Linked DNA regions of Mus musculus: regions 2, 3, 4, 5 and 6 are each linked to region 1. Evidence: chromatin contacts called from public HiChIP or PLAC-seq and promoter capture Hi-C data. All regions are on one chromosome and are shown on one strand. Each heading gives the region's core, a stretch centred on a gene start, on an enhancer-like site or on the middle of the called end of the contact. The rest is flanking DNA. Distances are from core to core; before and after follow the strand shown. Region 1 holds the start of Pacsin1 (protein kinase C and casein kinase substrate in neurons 1). Region 2 holds the start of Bnip1 (BCL2/adenovirus E1B interacting protein 1). Region 3 holds the start of Uqcc2 (ubiquinol-cytochrome c reductase complex assembly factor 2). Region 4 holds the start of Rpl10a (ribosomal protein L10A). Region 5 holds the start of Zfp523 (zinc finger protein 523). Region 6 holds the start of Ggnbp1 (gametogenetin binding protein 1).

Region 1 (2,700 bases), core at 60-2,559:
TTTGTTCGTTTGTTCATAGTGAAAACATTTCTTCAGTGAGGAGCCCTTCTCAGACACTGACAATGTCAGAGACAAGTCAGATTCTTAGCCTGAAGGCCCTTTGGTCTAGAGGGGGACAGGCCAGACATAAGTAACCTCCGGGTTGACAGGGTTCAAGAACATGGGGCCAGAGGTGACCTCTCCCCTGGGGAGTCAGGAAGCTGCTTAGAAAGAGTGATCTGAGTAACGGGCAAACATCTGATAAGAAAACCAGGCTGCGGGCAGAGCTTCCCAGACCACTGGCAATCTGCACCCCAGCTGTGCTGGGGCCCCTGACAATGGGCTATTTCTGGTTGTGCCTAGAAAAAGAAGGTGCCTCATGTTTAAGTTCCCCCAGGCTGCAGAGCTGTGCTTGGGGGAGGTGGGGGTGGGGGCAAGGCTGGAACTTAAAAATCGGGGGTTTGAAGCTGAGTCTAGCCAAGCTCTGGGGTTTGCCACTGTGTCGCAGACACATTAATGACCCTTTAACCTTTCCACAGCCTCCTCAAAGGTGAACACAACCGGGAGAGCGCCCCAACCGTGACCAAATGGGCTGAGGTTGGTGGAGGGAGAAGGCGGTGTGGCTGGCGCAGAGAGGATTCTGCAGCATCTGCGGGGGCCCTCAGCATCGCCACCTCCTCTTTCCTTCCACCTCCCACCCCCAGCTGGTGGGGGGAGGGGTCGGAAGCAAAGAAGGAAGTACCTGTAATCTAAACCAGACATCGCCGCCTGTGCTTCTCCCCAGCCCACTCTGATCCAGAAATAACATACGCACCAAGCTGGCATCGGCCCACCCATCCCAGCTGGCCCCAGAAAAACATACAACACCGGGGGGGGGGGGCAGCCCCAGCTTCCCAACGATCATGCTTCTTCCCCTTTCCCCAGGGTAAAGGCCTCCCCCTTAGCATCCTCAAGGGGTCATTCTGGCACTGGCTGGGTCAAGCCAAGAGCATCCGGGGGCGCGCGCCTACCTCTCCCCAGATACCTGCCCTCGGCTGTATTCAACGCCATCATATACTGAGCATCTGCATCACGCACTGAAGCCCTGGACTCCCCGAACCCCCAACACTACCCCACCCCCACCCCCAAACCCGCGCTCTCTCCACGCTCTAGAGCCCCTACCTGGGCGCCGGAGCACCGGACACCATCAGCGGGGCGGGTGGCAAAGCGGGCGGCGGCGGCGGCCCAGCCTCAAGCCCGGCCGGCTTCCCGGGGGAGGAGGAGGAAAAGGAGGAGGAGAAGGCTGGCGCGACCGCCGCGCGTCTCTCTGGGGCTGCGGGAAGGAGGAAGGTCAGAGACTCCGCCGAGCGCAGCGCCGCGCGGGGGCGGAGGCGGCGCGGATTAGAGCGGCTTCTCCGTGAGCCAATGGCGACGCGGTGGCTGCGCAGGTGGCAGCACCGCGGTACCCGGAGGCCGCGCCCGCCCGGCCGCCTGCTCCCCAGCTCGGTGTGTTTGATTCCTGCGCGCTCCTAATACCTGCTTCTCATGCGGGGGTTCACGCATGATAGGGGTTTGCTGTATAACCCTGGTGTGATGACCCCCTCCCTATCCGTGTGTGTCGGGTTCATGGAGAACAGGATACTTAAGATTGGCCAAATAGTAAGGATGCTCTCCTCTGCCCTATCCCACGGCCCACTCCCACACTCAGCTCTGCCAAGAAGGCCTGTGTGGATCCTCAGGCCAGTTCACCTCAGCTGGCTGTCAGCAAAGCTAGCTGGAGGCCTTTTTGGAGGTTCTCTGGGACTTGGGGATCCAAACGGTGACACACAGCTGCTGCCTTGTATTCTAACTGCTTCCAGGAGCCGGACTGTTGCCCCAGGGAGTGGGGCCTGACTCAGAAGAGCAGAGGATTCATTCAATGTGTCCAGAGTGTGACACAAACCAGAGAAGGAAGACCAGGAGGCGAAAACTGCCCACCTCTGCCCCTCCCTACCTTGAGAGACCTGGATGTTCACAGGGTTCGAAGAAGGAAGTCTTCCTGAACCCCTGGTGGTGAGGCTAACCGTGAGCTCTGAAGTTCACCAGTTCAGGAGCCCAGAGGAATGCCTGCATACAGTGTTCGTTCATTTGCTAAGAATTCCATGGACAGTTTCAAGCTATATTGTTGTTTTGTTTTTAAGATTTATTTATTTGTATAAGTACACTGTAGCTGTCTTCAGATACACCAGAAGAAGGCATCAGATCCCGTTATAGGTGCATGATGGTTGTGAGCCATCATGTGGTTGCTGGGATTTGAACTCAGGACCTTCGGAAGAGCAGTCAGTGCTCTTAACCGCTGAGCCATCTTTCTAGTCCTCAAGCTATATTATTAGAGCATAGAAGAAGACATCACTAAGACATCACCAGGCAGCATCTCATCTAGGGTAGGACCAGACAGTCAAGTATTATTAGTCAGGGAACCGAGGGATAGAATGGATGACTCTTACTTTACGAAGGGGCTTATCAGATCGGCTTAAACAATACAAGCGTCTGCATGCAGGACAGGCTGAGAATCCCGAAGCTGTCCCAGGACACCGGGTTCCTCAGGAGTCCCAGTGTGGCACTGAATGCATGGAGGATTCCTGAAGAGGCCCCGGAGTCATCAGAGGCCTTCAGGGGACTTTGGAAGGTTGAAACGTGGGGTTCTGGTTGCAGCGGCCGCAGCAGCAGCAGAGCAGATGCATTCACCAGCATGAAGCCAAG
Region 2 (2,706 bases), core at 4-2,503, 870 kb after region 1:
GTCCTGCTTATGCCTCCCAAGTGCTAGAGCCACTACCCTAGCAACTCTGTGTTATGTATGTATATGTATTTACATGTGCATTCTGAGGACTGAAACTAGAGCCTTGCACATGGCTAAACTTTAACTCTACTCTGAGCTAAATTTACCCCCAGCCTCTGGTAATCTCACTTGTATAAATCTTGTTTATTTTTCTAGAATTGGCCCATTTTTTTTGTTTGCACATCTCAGGAGTAAAGTTTGCGGCGTTTCTTTACCTGTTCTCTAGCTTACTCACAAAATCAACACTTCCTCACAGCACAGGATAAACTGCTAATGTGGCAGAGTGTACATCTGGCTTACCAGAGAGCACTACTCTCCATGCTCCTTTTTATAGGGGCTAGTAAAGCCAAGCTTACCCCAACAGCTAGGCACAGCCCATTTATGCAGCACTGGGGATGGCGAACCCAGTGCTGGGCAAAGTCCTCACCAGCGGAGTCACACCCCTACCCTTTCCTTATTTGCTGTCACAGCTTGTATTCTGAGCCGGTTGGGTTCTTTTTGCCAAACTCTGGAGCCATTTCTACATTCCCTGTTCTTGCTTGTGTTCCTGCACTACTGTCTCCTACTTAAGACCTGCTTCCAGATAAGCGCCTCATTTTCCAGTCTGTTTCCGGGTAGGGAAGCTCTAAAATGATTTTCCTAGGCTGGCTTTCCCCATCCAGGTCCTAATACTGGCACTGCCTGCCTTCTGACCCAGGATCTTGCACAATATTTGAATTCTTTGTTCAAAAAATTACAACCACGTCCCAGGTTAACTTAGTTAGCTTCGGGCAGGGACTGTCGGGCCAGGTGGCTTTGGGTGCCTCAGGGTCCCTAACTTAGGGAAGTGGGCGTGGGAGGCGAGCAGGGCGAGGGGTGGGGCGGGGCTACAGCCGAGAATGCGGGTGGGCGGGCTAGCCCAGCACGGCTGCAGTCCAAGGAAAGGGAGCGGCGTGTTAGGGTAACTCAGGGGTGGGCAAACCAACAGTTCACAAAAGAAAAGCCTGAAGGTCAGTGATCTCGGGGAACCGACCGAATGGTGCCTTAGGAGCCATCCTGGAACCGGACCAGGCGCGAATATTCTGGAAGATGTCAAGGCGGCCATCGAGAGCCGGACAGGAGCCTAAGAATTTGTACCTGGATAAGCGCCTTCACCTCTAGGTCGAATTTGACAATCTCTTGGTTACAGATCCGGACGTGGACATCCTGGGGAGCCGCCATGTTGGAAATGCGGCTACGGCGAGCGGCAGCAGCCAAGCTTGAACGCGTTCACGTGGCTCCTGCCCGCCTTTCCGTACTTCTTCAAATGTGATGCTGCGGGAGACCCCGTGTGGATCAAACCAGGTCAAGAGTCCAGACCTGAAACTTTTCTTGTCACGTAGAACACGCACAGCTTCTCTGGTCTGCTCCTACTAAACGGAAAAGTGGAATGTGATTATGAAGAACCATTAGAGTTGGGGTGGGGGGGAGGGGAAAATACAACTCAGGTGATGATAGGCTGGCATGCCACATGGCCTTCAGGTTTGTTCCCAGTACTAGAGATACAACAACAACCCGCTATTCTAGTGACCTTTTGGATGGAAAAAAAAAAAGGATCAATTCGGATGTCACCAAAGTTACATTTTTTTTCTTTAAAATTTAAAGCAAAATGTATACAGTAGGTATGCATTATGGAGGAAGACACAAAACTTGTAAAGGTGCAGACTTAAATACAGGTCACTGGGGCACCTCCATTAGTACAACCATGATCCTGCATTGTTGTCCTTACACATTTCTATGGCTCTGGTCCTGCCCTTTGTGTAGAATTGGATTCCAAGTATCTCATAGGAGTAGTTCTGACTGTGTGGTGTGATAGAAACAATGTCAGTGCAAACCTCAAAGAAGGGTAGTGTTTTTTAAAATTATTATTTCTTAAGCCCTCAACACCACTGGACACTTTTCCCCCACCCTCCGGGATTCTCCAGGCTCTGTCGTCTTGGATATGGGTTCCCTCTTTTTAAAATGTTTTTCTCAAACTGCACACACAGCCCCCAGTCTCCACGCCTACCTGTCCCAAAGCACCCTGTACCACCCACTTCCTAAAAGGTGCTCAGTAGCTGGCTGCAAGTATCAAAGGCCTGGATTCCAGGCTTGTAATCAGTTTCCTCAGTAGCATCACTCCTAAGTTAGGTCACCTAGAGGATGGAATGAGGTGTTGATAATGTAGCATTGAACTCAGTGCTCACTAGTTGCTATACATGTACTGTTAAGAAACACTCTGGGAGTTACTTCCCTACGTGCGGCCATTTTCTATGAAATGCTTCTGCCCAGCAGCTGCACTTGATTTGTTAGGCTATAGAAGTGGAAGGAAGAGGGGGTGGAGGACGATGACAGAACACACGGGACAGGTGAAAGGCCCTAAGTATTTTCTTTGCTTTTCTGAGGCAGGGTCTCACAGAGCCCAAGCTGGTTCCCAGCTACCTATGTAGCCAAGGATGACCTAGAACTGCTGGAATTACAGGCACTGATTAACACCGCAGCTACTAGACATGCATTTTAGCTCCACACAAGCTTTCCTATATCCTTTTTATCTGGGTGTGGTAGCATATGACTTTATCCCAGCACTCAAGGGGTAGAGGCAGGGAGATCCCCATGAGTTCCAAGCCAGCCAGGACTGTGGTGTGAAGCCTGTTTCGTCATACTGGTTAT
Region 3 (2,832 bases), core at 95-2,594, 520 kb after region 1:
GCCCCGGGTGGGCTGGAAGCCACAAGGGCCCACCCAGGTATGGCTTTAAAGAGCACTCGCCTGGCCACAGCCAACTTGGGAGTCAGGGGTGGCGAGACCCCTTGCCCTGTCTTGGGCTGTAGGGGGAGTAACTTGATGGCAGCAAATGGTTCTCCCTTCCACCTGAGGTACAAGTGTGGTAAGAGGTTGAGAAAGGTGCCAGGGTGCCAGGGAAAGTTCGTGCCCACTGCCTCCTTCTGTGGTCTCCCTTCCTCTACCGGCTACACTGCAAGGGCTGGCCAGACAGACAGTCCCGTGAGCTGCCCCACCCCCACCCCAGGAATTGCTCCCTAGGTTGTGAATGTTGAGAGACATTAGGGTCTGACAGACCTAGTTTGGAATGTGGCTTTGTTCATTCATTCATTCATTGAGCACTAATTTACAGAGTGAGTTCCAGGACACCTGGGGCTGCACAGAGAAACCTTCTTTCTCAAAAGAAAAATCACACACACACACACACACACACACACACACATATGATACCCATGTGATATATATATTATGTTAAATTTTGCCATAATAAAAACACTCATTCTTAGAGCTAGAGAAATTAGTTATTAAGAGCATTTATTGCTCTTACAGAGAATCAGGTTCGGTCCCCAGAACTGACACATGTACATGGTGCAGGTAAACACTCATACATATTAGAATAAAGAAAACACACTATAAAAAAATTGTTTTAAAGATTTCCAGGCTGCAACAATGTTTTTGGTTCTTCATAAGAAACCGCTCCATGTGGTGAGCAATGTGACCGGGAGGCTGGAGATGTAGCTAAAGAACTCTATCAGAGGTCCATGTGGTAGAGATAAGTACAGGGTGATGAGTGTGAGTGGGGCAGCTGTGTGTGTGTGTGTGTGTGTGTGTGTGTGTGTGTGTGTGTGTGTGTGTGTGTGTACACGACGGACGGTGTGTGTGTGTGTGTGTGTGTATGTGTACACGACGGACGTTAAGATCAAACACATATCCATCCAATAACAACCTGTATTTACATGCAAATGTTTCGTTTATGCAAAACAGCAGAGGTCTCGGGGGAAGCTTTTTCAGTCTCGAGCTTGTGAAGTCATTGAAAACGAAGAGCAAAGCTTTCCCCAGGGTACACCGCGTTAGCTTTGCCCCTGGGAGCTGGGCGAGTACCAGAACCAAGAAGCTGAAGAGCTCAGACCTCGCTCTCAAAGGTGAGCAGCGCCGCTGCCTGGAGGGGTGTGGGCCGTTGGTAGAACTGCGCATGTCCACGGGGAAGGCCAGTGCGCCTTAGTGCGCACGCGCCCTCTGCGGTCTTGACTACTCCCCCCCAGGGGCGGGGCAAGCGGGGCCCAAGATGGCCGCTCTCCGCTACCGGCGTTTCCTTAAGCTCTGTGAGGAATGGCCAGTGGACGAGACCAAACGGGGCCGGGACTTGGGCGCTTACCTGCGGCAGCGGGTAGCGCAGGCCTTCCGGGAGGGAGAGAACACCCAGGTGACCGGAGGGGAGGAGGGTGGGCACGTCGAAGCGATGGGCGGCAAGGGTGGGGGATCTGCGCATGCGTCGGCCGCTGCCAGGCTGCACGTGCGCGAGGTACCCATCTTGCAGTTAGCTGCGGAGTGCGACGCCTTCTGCGCAGTTTCCTTCCTTGTCTGCACAGTGTAGTAGTCAGTGAAGCGGCCCTGAGGTCCAGATGCCACTAAAGAGTCAAATTGTAAGGCGGGGTTGTTTCTTCCTTACCATCGTTAATGTGTCTGCGAGCCCAGCCTATCCCCAGACACCTCCAGCTAAGCCTCACTGCCTTCCGTCACTGTGAAACTGAGTCTCCCACACAGGTCCCTTGTGTGAGTAGTAGACCTTCTCGCCCCACTCAGGTTTAGGTTACCTTACCAAGCACGGCCATGTGCATGCATAGAACTAGGTTAGTTTCCAGGGAAATCGCAGTGAATTAGATGAGGTCTTTCTCCTTTTGCCTTTGGATTCTTATTCAGGACACGAGGAACAAATAGACTCATAAGACAGTTCCAATGAGTACTCTGATCGTGGTAAATGTAACATTAGTCGGGTTCCTGAGGCTTGCCTGAGGAAGTTACACATAGGTCGGTCTCGAGGCAGGGAGACAGTGAACACTGACTGCACTTCGGGAAGGGTGGCCAGGCACTTCAGAGGAAACCAAACTGACATATTACAGAAAAGAAAGCAAGCCTACGGGTAGTGAGTGGCATGTCTACAGCTAAGATTTGAAGCTGAAGGAAGGCAGGAGCCAGGCACAATACAGATTTTTTTTTTTTTTTTTTTACCAACAGATATGTCTCTGTACCCTGTTAATGCAGTGCCCACTGGGGCCAGAGGAGGGCATTGGATCCCCTGGAACTGAAGTTAGAAGTGGTTGTGAGCCACCATGTGGGTACTAGGAATCAAACCTAGGTTCTTTTTAACTGCCCAGCCACCTGCACTAGGGGTCAGATCTTACCAGGAAGCAAGGGAGAAGCCACCGGGGACATTTAGTCAGGGGACTGACGTGCCCTGATTTTCAAAGGTTCCTCTGGTGCTCTGGCATTGGGGAACAAGGAGCTGCAGAGAGCCTGCCGTGGTAGCACCGGAAGAGAGAGATGCCGGTGGTGGTTTGGATAATGGTAGTGGCACAGGAGACAGAAGTAACAGAAAGCAGACCATAATGTGCGGGTCACATCAGCAGCGCGGGTGTCCTGGATGTGGGGTGAAGGAGAGGAACCAAGGACAGCTCCCAGATTTCCCCTTTTCTTTTTTTGGCTTGAGCAGCTGGTTGCTGAAACGGGAAAGACTTAGATGGAGCAGGTGGGGTGTGGGAA
Region 4 (2,703 bases), core at 9-2,508, 670 kb before region 1:
GTGACCCCTCCCTCGATAGGTTGTTAACTGAAAAGACTTGAAACCCAAACCAATAGCTGGCTATGAGTCAACTGCACACACTGGCGAGAGGGGAGTATCAGACCAGCCTGTGGGGCATTTTCTAACTGGTTGTGAAGCCCAATGTGTGCTGCCACTCCTGGGCAGGGGGTCATGGGTTGTGTTCAGCCCTAGTGAGCCCCACCTACCCAGCTTCTTGACCAACTTCTTGTTTTTGTTAAGCTTCTTGAGCGCCTCGATGTCCATGTGGGGGATATCCACGGCCTTGGCTTCATCACAGTGCTGCTGGTCCCCCAGAACGCACACCGAGAACTTGGGGCGTGGGGTGGACTTGAGCCTGCGTTTGGGAGGGGAGAAAACAGAACAGGTCATGGTCGGCGCTGGCCATCCCGCTAGATCTGAACGCATGGCAGGGAGCGGCAAGCCTTACCCGGAGCTCTGGGCAACACTAGCCTGGCTTCTCAGGCTAGGCGGCGGGCTCGGCCGAGGCCTCCCCACGCCTCCCCTCTTGTTTTAAGACCCAGGGTGGGGGTCCGTCCAGCCTGCCTGCCTGCAGCAGGGCTCCTGAACTACCCTGGCACGTCAGTGTCCCCGTGCCCGCCTAGGGCGCGGCCAGGCCACACGGGAACACTGAGGGCTGGGTGGGGTTAGAGCGGTGCCAACCTGACGGTGCCCGAGAAACGTTTGTCCTTCTGAGGGTCGTAGTTCTTCAGGCTGATCTGCAGCTCCACCGTCTCCAGAAACCTGAGCGAGAGGGGAGCTGTGAGCCAGGGTCGCCATGGCCGGGGATGCTCGCCCTGCCCCGGGAGGGAGGCCCGCGCTCACTTGCGGCGCTTGCGCTGGTTCCCGTGCAGGACTTCCCGCACCGCCTCGTACAGGGTGTCGCGTGAGACTTTGCTGCTGTTGGGGAGAAGCGAAGGCGTTCGGGGCCGGCCATGCTGCACCCCGGGCCCGATGACAGGCCCACGGCACGCTGGGGAAAGGCTCGCGACGCGGGGCAGTCGCCGGGAGAGCCTCCGAGACGGGCCGCGGGGCGTCCGCGGGCGTGTGGGTGCACGGATGGCGGCGGATAGCGCCACGATAACAACTTACCTCATGGCTGCGGCTGCCGCGGAAACCGGAAAGAAGGCAGAGCGCTTTGCGCATGCGCTCAAATAGAGCCCGCGTTCTCGCGAGAGTTGCCCGTTACGGGCACGTTCCGCGCTCAGCCAAGCCGGAGAGGCGCTGCAGTTTGCGGCCGCTGGGGGGGCGCCACCACGCGGCTGCACCGTGAGAACCGCTCTAGGAGCAGCAGGCAGTCCTGCATTGGGACAAGGGCTGAAGCCGGGCCCTGGGATTGGATTTCTCCCTGCTTTCTATCTTCTGCCTGCCCCATGACTTCCAGTCCCCGGCAGAACCGGTCTCCGTCATCGCCTAATTTGGTGATGAGCCCCGCAGAGCCACTGGGCAGCCGCCCCCTCTAGCCGTGCATTGTGCAATGGTCCGGCCACCGCATGTGGGCAGAGGCATGGATGACAGGAATAGCTTGAGGAAATGACCCTTGCTGAGATCTGCAGAACGGGAAAGCGCCTTGTGACTAGATTAGGATCAGATGTGCCTGGCTTAAGCCTAAGCCTCCACCTGGGAGGAGGCGCCCACCAGTCTATCCTGGCCATCTGTATAAACCGCCCCTGATTCAGCCTCCGGGCAAGGTGGACTTTGGACAAATGCCCCTGTCCTGTCTCAATTAGTTGGCATTTCAAACAAAGTCGTTCTTGTTACTTGACCCCGGTCTTCGCAGTTAATAGAGAGGCGCCGGGTCAAGGAGCGTTTGCAGGGAGCCTCCAGATCTGGAGTGACTCATTTGGAGGCATGTCACCCTCTCTGGGAACAAATCACAGATGTAGCCAGCACCCACCATTTCCAGGGAGCAGACCTACGAATAGCTCATCTCGCCTGAGCACACACACAGCAAACAGCAGGCAGGATGAAGCAGGTTCCCACAGGGTCAGAGCAGAGCAGGCAGGTTGAAGCTGCAAGTGCCATCCACACTCTAAAGGCCATCAACATGGTGAGCGGCTGACGTCTGTCTCTTAGACATTGTTCCCCTTGCTTCTGTAGTCAGATTCAGCTTGTTCTCAAAAGCCAGACCTTCTCACTGGACTGACCTCCTTGCCTCCCTGGAACAGGGACTCAGAAGCACCCAGAAACCTCAGTTCCCCACCCACTGCAGGGCTAAGGTAGGAGGATGCTGTCATGAACTTTCTCAGGCTAATTCAGTCACATCAGTTTGGCAAATTTTTGTTTCTTGGCATAGCCCCGACTCTCTTGGAATTCGCTCTGTAAACCAGGCTGGCCTTGAAATTAGAGATCTGCCTGCCTCGATCTCCTGAGTTCCAGGATTAAAGGTGTGTGCCACCGTGCCCAGCTGTGTGCTAAATATTTTTTGAGTGAGGTGCTGTGGAAATACAGATGTCACACAGGTCTGCAGCAGGCACCCTGTGTCTTTTCAGCCCATGGTGGGTTAGACATCCCTCAGATCCCAGTCCAAACCTTTGCTGCAGCTGAAGACAGAGTTCAGAGTTCTAGCAGGCCTAAGACTCCGGCTCAGCATGAAAACAAAAGTTATGGGTCCCAAGCCCACCCTTGCCCTCAGTGTAGTCCTTGACACTCATCAGGCAGCTCTGACAGACCTGCTGTGATGGG
Region 5 (2,783 bases), core at 15-2,514, 520 kb before region 1:
TTCGGTAAAGCCAGTAGACCCAGGTTGGGAGTGGGGGTGGGAGGGTGAGGTTACAAGGACTACATTTCTGAGGCAGCGTAGAAAAAAGTTCGCTATTTTTGTCTTGACTAAGAATTGCAGAATTTTAATAGAAAGAAACATTGGGGAATCACCAAACTCAATCTCATCACAGTTCTGATCAGAAACTCAAGTCCACCGTAAGGAAAGGACCTCCACCAAGGTTTCCAAAGCTCAACATGATAGAATTTGAACTTGAACCACACACTCAATCTAGAATCCTTTCCTGCCTCAAATGATACTTCATTTCCATTTACTCTTGATCACCACAACGGTGGCATGGCAGTGGGCATAAGTTATGTATGTGCTGATTGACACTGGAGGCTGGGGGCGGGGGGGGGGGTTAAAGAGGGATGTCAGGAGGGTGAGATGATCATGGTGTTACGGGGCGAAGATCACGAGTTATGTGGATGAGTGGGTGGGAAACAGCCCGAGTCTGGTTTGCAGAAGCCAGGAGAGGACTAAGGGGTGCCCACAGAGGGTAGTCTAGGGGGTCACTAGGGACTACGGGCCTCTTGGAAGCCATGTAATGATTGTATCAGCACTGAGACTGGAGGGTCCAGAAGCAGGGCTGGGGTTAGCACTCAATGAATTGGGGGTCGCCTTGTGAGGTCTGGGGGTCAGGAGTGTGTGTATGGGGTCAAGGAGGAGGAGGAGGGCGGGGTTTGGGAGTCCTGGGGGAGGAGTCTCAGGGCGGGATGGAGGGGCAGGGACCCTGGGTGGGGGTGGGGCCAGGCCGCCGTCCAGGGAGGCCCAGCCGCCAGGCCAGGGACCGAGGAGGGTGGGCACGACGGGCTCCGGACCTTCCCGGGGCCCCGCGTTCGCCCAGCCTCCCGCCTCGGGGCACGGTGGACCCACTCTTCCCGCGGCCACCAACCTGACAGCCCCCGAGGGCGACTCCGCCGACAGACCACCATGCACCGGGCCCTGCCACCAGCGCCGGCCCCGCAACCCGCCTGCGCCATAGCCCGCCCGCGCGCGGCTTGCCTCGCGCGATATCCAGGTTCCAGGGCGGCCGCACTTCCCTCTCGCTCCCGGCGCGGCCTCCGCCGGGCCCCGGAACCCGGATGACCAGCGCGGGGCCACGCTCCAGCCCGCCCCCCTCCGCCGCGGCGGCCGGCCTGCTTATCCCGGTTCCCGGGCCCCGGAGCCCAGGCCGCCGAGTCTCCTCAGGCGAGCCTCGGAGCTCCGCCTCGCTCTTCTCTCCGCTGGCCGCCGGGTGACGCGGCCTCGCCAGCCCGGGCGCCCGGGGAGGGCGTGATGACGTCACGACGCCGGGTGGAAGCCGCGGTCGCCATAGCAACGGGGGAAAAAATCGAGCGGCGGTGGGCTGCTCGGGAGGAAGCCATTGCAGGTATCTCTAGGTGGTTCCTGCAGAGGACGGTGACCAGACGCCTGGAGGGGATGGGACTCCGAGGGACAGTCCTCCCAGCGCCCTGTGCAACGGCGCCCCAAGGGATGGCGTCCCGACAGTCATCTCTGCTGGATGGTCCTCCCCCTGGGACTTCACCCTAAGGGACGCTTCTCTCCCGCTCTGTCAGAAGGTGAACTGGGGCTCAGCACCCTGAGGGACTTAGGGACGGTCCTCCCTGTGGACAGTCTCCGTGAGAGATGGTCCTTCTGCATGGACTGCACCCCGAGGGACAATCCTTCCTGCACTTTGTGGGAAGATGCCCGAGGGGTGGGGGTGGGGGGACAGCATTATGAAGGATGGAGCCCTGACAGTCCTTCCTGCGGGACAATTCTCCCTGCAGTACTGGCTTTTCCCATATGCCCTGGGGAACGTGAGTGTTTATGAGGGATGGTGCACCCATCCTGTCCCCTGAGGAAGGGCCCTGACGTTCCCCTCTGCTCGACTCATCTTCCTGAGGGATGATTCTCTCTGAAGGAAGGTTCCCTGACAACACTTGCTTCCTTCTACTGCCTTCCCTGAGAAATGACACTCTGATGGTCGACCCCTGAGGGACAACGCCCCGAGAGTCTTCTCAGGTTCTTGGGCGTTCATTCATTCCTCCATCAGCTCCCCAAAACCAACAGGTCCCCTTGATAGGGTAGCAGTGTGAGGAACAAAACCAAGTGCCCCCTTTCTTCTCTGTTTTTCCATAGTTTTGTCCTTTTTTTGGACTCAAACTGTGGATCCCAAGGTGGCCTTGAACTTGTGATCCTCCTGCCTCATCTTTACACCTGACACCTAACTTTAAAAGTTCTTTTTATTATCTCTCTTCCAAGCAGGGAGGAATTGTGGTTCAGGATATTTTCAGAAATTGAGAGAAAATAAGCTTCCAATTAAAAATAAGAAGATGAAGGGGGAGGAGCCTTGGCACGGGCATGTTAACCCCGAGGTCCCAGTGTGGTACTGGAATTTCCACCTGGTGCCCTAGTATATACCCAGTTAGAGCCAGCTCTGCCATCCTAGCACGACACACATGGGATCTTTCCAGGGTTTTATAGCACGGATTATTGGTTAGAAATACAGCAAGAAAGCCAGACACGGTGGTGTACAACTGTAATCCCCTGCACTGGGGAGGTGAAACCAGGAGGGTCAAGAGTTCACCATCAGGGCTGGCAAGAGTTTGATCCTTGGAACCCATATGGTGGGAAAAGAGAACCTGTTTCCCCCAGTTGTCCTCTGAACTCCAAAGACACATGGTAGCATGCTTACACACACACACACACAGACAGTGCTTGCTTATATACACTCACAAATGCACACACATACTCAATGA
Region 6 (2,824 bases), core at 39-2,538, 630 kb after region 1:
TGGGGGACATAGGATGTGGGGAGCTAGGCACCTTCCAGACAGGGAACTGCTGCTAAGACCAGTGGGAGAGAAAGCCAGGCAGGAAAGTAGGGGTACAGGCTGGAGCAGAGCCTACTTCAGCGTACTTCTGTCCAGACTCTAGTGCACCCTTCCTAGCCTCTAGGATATTTTCTTTGGTTGTTCTTTGTTTTTTCAAGACAAGATACCCCTCGGTGTGGCCCTAGCTGTAGACCAGGCTGGCCTCAAATGCAGAGATCTGCCTGCCTCTGCCTCCTGAGTGCTGGGATGAAAGATGTGTGCCACCAATGTGTTTTGTTGTGCTGGGGACTAAACCCAGGCCTGGACCGTGCTAGGCAGGCGGTACTCCACTCTGAAGCCACACCTCAGTTCCCAGCCACTCCTCACACAGCCCTGTTTGCTGACCCTCCCTCCCTTGGGACCCTTAACTGTCCCTCATGGCTTTCACTATTCAGGACCCCTTACCCCAGCCCATTACAGCTGTGGGCTTCTAGTCATGGCCCTCATGCCTGCATCCTCCTTCTGTTCTAGCTAGATCAGGCTACCCCACCAGCCCTAGCACCAGCAGCACCAGCCCCTCACCTGTCTGAGGCCCCGGAGACCTCCCCTACTGGCTCCTCCTCCTCTCCTTTCTTCTCAGGTAGCTGCTCCAGAACCTCCCAGGTTCCTCTGAGAGGAACTGATGTTACCTCAACACCCTGGGCCCTTAGCTTCGGGACATCCTTGGAGGTGAGGGTCTGGGACCCTGAGTCCCCAGTGCCCAGCTCAAAGGCATCATGCCTCGGGTTGGAGGGAGCTGCAGAGAGAACCCTGGGCGGGGGCTCCCTCTTCCCATTAGAGGAAGCTGCAGAGTGGACCTTGGCCCGGGGCTCCTTCCTCCCACGACCTCCCTGGTGGCCCATCATTGGGGAGACAACATCTTGCTCCCATGAGGAGCTGGGCTGGCTCCTGGTCAGGGGCTTGTTAGTGCTCTTAGAACCGCCCTTACTCCCCACCAGGTTTCGGAGAAAGCGCAGCATGGAGGAGCAGCCTAAGATCCGTGACCGAGGGGTCCGCGCCGGGGCTGCCATCCTGAGTGGGACCCCGACTCAGGGAGAAGCCATGGCAGCCAGCCCAGGACCAACTGCTAGCAGAAACCTCCAGTTGGAAACTTCCAGAAGTTCTAGAAGGCAAAGAGGAGGTGGGGGTGGGGGGAGGCTATAACTGGAGGCTGGTGGGGGGGGGTCTACTGGAAGGAAAGCGGGTAGAGGGGTAGAGGGAGCTAGCCAGGGTCCAGCTCAGCAGGTCTCAGAGGAAGGCTGGAGATTGAGGGATGGTGAGACATAACACAACAGCACCCACAGGCTGTGGAAGCCTGGCTGAAGGCAGATAGGGCGGCCGGGGGGGGGGGGGAGGAGGGTGCACACGCTGAGAACAGGACATCATATGCTCCTGTCTATCCATAAACTCCTGTTTACTCTGGGTTTGAGATCAGTCCCTGCAGCTGCCAGGCTGCAGGGATCTAGGACAGCACAAATTCTGAGCTGCCCCTCCTCCTCCTCTTCTTCCTCCCCTTCCCCCTCCTCCTCCTCTCTTTTAGGGTGTTAGTAGCACAGGCTGGCCTCTATTTCATGATCCTCCTGCTTCAGCCTCTTGAACGCTGGGACTGCAGGTCAGCTCATCCTGGTTTTTGTTGTTGTCTGTGGTTTGCTTTTCACTAGAGGGAGAAGATGGAAGAGGAGGCCCGGGAATCAGAGACAGGAAAGGCAGAAAACAGAACGCTTTTCCCCTTGGCTGGGACAGGGCAGGCAGGGGAGGCTGTAGCTGCTTCCAAGCCCGGCCGAGGACCTTCCCCTAAGCAGCAGCCTCCCTGAGCGCCTGCATCCGGCGGCCACCGAGAACTTCCTCTAGAGGGAGCTGGTCATTGCCGGGAGCTGGGACCTCCTCTATGGTCACAAAGTCGCGAGGTTTCCTGGGCCAAGAGGCAACCCGAGGCGGCATCCAGCACCATGAATCCACTGATACCAGTTCCTGCCAGTCAGGCCTGAAACCTTGGCCCCTGGAAGCAGCCAGCAAGCCCTTCGGGGTCTTCGTCTTTGCACGGCTGAGCCATCCCACATCTGGAGCAGAGTCATTCAGGTACACGGGCAGCCAGTGCCAAATCCCACCGTCCTAATCCTGGGCAATTCTGGCCCAGGGTGGGGCAGAAACCTCCATCGGCAACCCGGTGAGGAGGGAGGCCTTGATGTGGCTTCCCTGGGAGGTTCTGAAAGGGAAGCTGCAGGCATGGTTCACACAGGGCCTCTGGCTATACATCAGAAGCGCCCCTTCCTGCCCGGTTCTGGTGGCCCTGGACTTTTATGTGGAAGGAGGGGAGGGTCAAGGTCATGAACAGAGACAGAAATTATACGGTTGATACTCCCTGCTGTACCAGGACACGGACAGTCCTCCCCCAGAATGATTCTAGGTACAGCCTAGTGGTCGGTTGTGAGGAACATGCATCCTGGGCCCAGCCAGTGGACATAATGGGAAGTCAAGGCGACTTGGATGGGGGCCAGGTGGGCCAGGGCAGCACTGGCTGTGGAGGGCTTTTCTGAGACTCTTCCTGCTCTCTAACAGTAAGCCTCCAGGGTGGTGTTATTATTACTATTATTATTTTGAGAGAGAGAGATGTGGATGAAGTCAGCGTCCCCTGGCCCTGCTGGCCTGGGATTACAAGGTACCAGGAAGAGCACCCTATCCCGGAAGGAGCCGTTGGGTAGACTATGCCCAGCAGAGGGTTGTCTTGATGAGGCCTGGCTCTCAGGGATGGCAAGAGGAGGGTCTG

What was found. Promoter capture Hi-C pulls out the DNA fragments that hold promoters and counts their contacts. HiChIP or PLAC-seq counts read pairs in DNA pulled down with a chosen protein or histone mark.
Region 2: a contact with region 1 is called in an HNF4G HiChIP or PLAC-seq map of pancreatic cancer cells. The contact joins the promoter of Bnip1 here to the promoter of Pacsin1 in region 1. A contact is called at or near these places in 2 of 39 promoter capture datasets (liver and pre-B cells) and 1 of 115 datasets of contacts at active chromatin or transcription factors (pancreatic cancer cells).
Region 3: a contact with region 1 is called in a promoter capture Hi-C map of second pharyngeal arch cranial neural crest. The contact joins the promoter of Uqcc2 here to the promoter of Pacsin1 in region 1. A contact is called at or near these places in 6 of 39 promoter capture datasets (the SN4741 cell line, cranial neural crest, hippocampal neurons and 3 more), 2 of 115 datasets of contacts at active chromatin or transcription factors (large pre-B cells and pancreatic cancer cells) and 2 of 9 other capture datasets (liver and macrophages).
Region 4: a contact with region 1 is called in an HNF4G HiChIP or PLAC-seq map of pancreatic cancer cells. The contact joins the promoter of Rpl10a here to the promoter of Pacsin1 in region 1. A contact is called at or near these places in 2 of 115 datasets of contacts at active chromatin or transcription factors (large pre-B cells and pancreatic cancer cells).
Region 5: a promoter capture Hi-C map of embryonic stem cells shows a contact between it and region 1, with 4 times the contacts expected there. The contact joins the promoter of Zfp523 here to the promoter of Pacsin1 in region 1. A contact is called at or near these places in 10 of 39 promoter capture datasets (3T3-L1-derived adipocytes, the C10 cell line, HPC-7-derived erythroid cells and 5 more), 1 of 15 datasets of contacts at CTCF or cohesin (embryonic stem cells), 11 of 484 Hi-C or Micro-C datasets (B cells, the Ba/F3 cell line, CD4 T cells and 6 more), 2 of 115 datasets of contacts at active chromatin or transcription factors (craniofacial prominence and pancreatic cancer cells) and 1 of 9 other capture datasets (embryonic stem cells).
Region 6: a contact with region 1 is called in a promoter capture Hi-C map of liver, with 3 times the contacts expected there. The contact joins the promoter of Ggnbp1 here to the promoter of Pacsin1 in region 1. A contact is called at or near these places in 2 of 39 promoter capture datasets (hippocampal neurons and liver), 1 of 484 Hi-C or Micro-C datasets (cerebellum) and 1 of 115 datasets of contacts at active chromatin or transcription factors (pancreatic cancer cells).

Annotation. Positions count from the first base shown.
Region 1 is chr17:27,654,200-27,656,899 of GRCm38.p6, reverse strand. Pacsin1 (protein kinase C and casein kinase substrate in neurons 1) reads right to left here and starts at 1,309. Exons shown (of 10, transcript NM_011861.3): 1 at 1,141-1,309.
Region 2 is chr17:26,779,626-26,782,331 of GRCm38.p6, reverse strand. Bnip1 (BCL2/adenovirus E1B interacting protein 1) reads right to left here and starts at 1,253. Exons shown (of 6, transcript NM_172149.5): 1 at 1,156-1,253. The coding sequence starts at 1,239.
Region 3 is chr17:27,132,403-27,135,234 of GRCm38.p6, reverse strand. It overlaps Uqcc2 (ubiquinol-cytochrome c reductase complex assembly factor 2), which reads left to right and starts at 1,344. Exons shown (of 4, transcript NM_026063.2): 1 at 1,344-1,495. The coding sequence starts at 1,358.
Region 4 is chr17:28,327,026-28,329,728 of GRCm38.p6, reverse strand. It overlaps Rpl10a (ribosomal protein L10A), which reads right to left and starts at 1,258. Exons shown (of 6, transcript NM_011287.2): 1 at 1,111-1,258; 2 at 844-918; 3 at 682-762; 4 at 207-355. The coding sequence starts at 1,115.
Region 5 is chr17:28,175,677-28,178,459 of GRCm38.p6, reverse strand. Zfp523 (zinc finger protein 523) reads right to left here and starts at 1,264. Exons shown (of 14, transcript NM_001357995.1): 1 at 935-1,264.
Region 6 is chr17:27,027,723-27,030,546 of GRCm38.p6, reverse strand. Ggnbp1 (gametogenetin binding protein 1) reads right to left here and starts at 1,288. Exons shown (of 6, transcript NM_027544.2): 1 at 601-1,288. The coding sequence starts at 1,088. It overlaps Bak1 (BCL2-antagonist/killer 1), which reads left to right and starts at 1,920. Exons shown (of 6, transcript NM_007523.3): 1 at 1,920-2,136.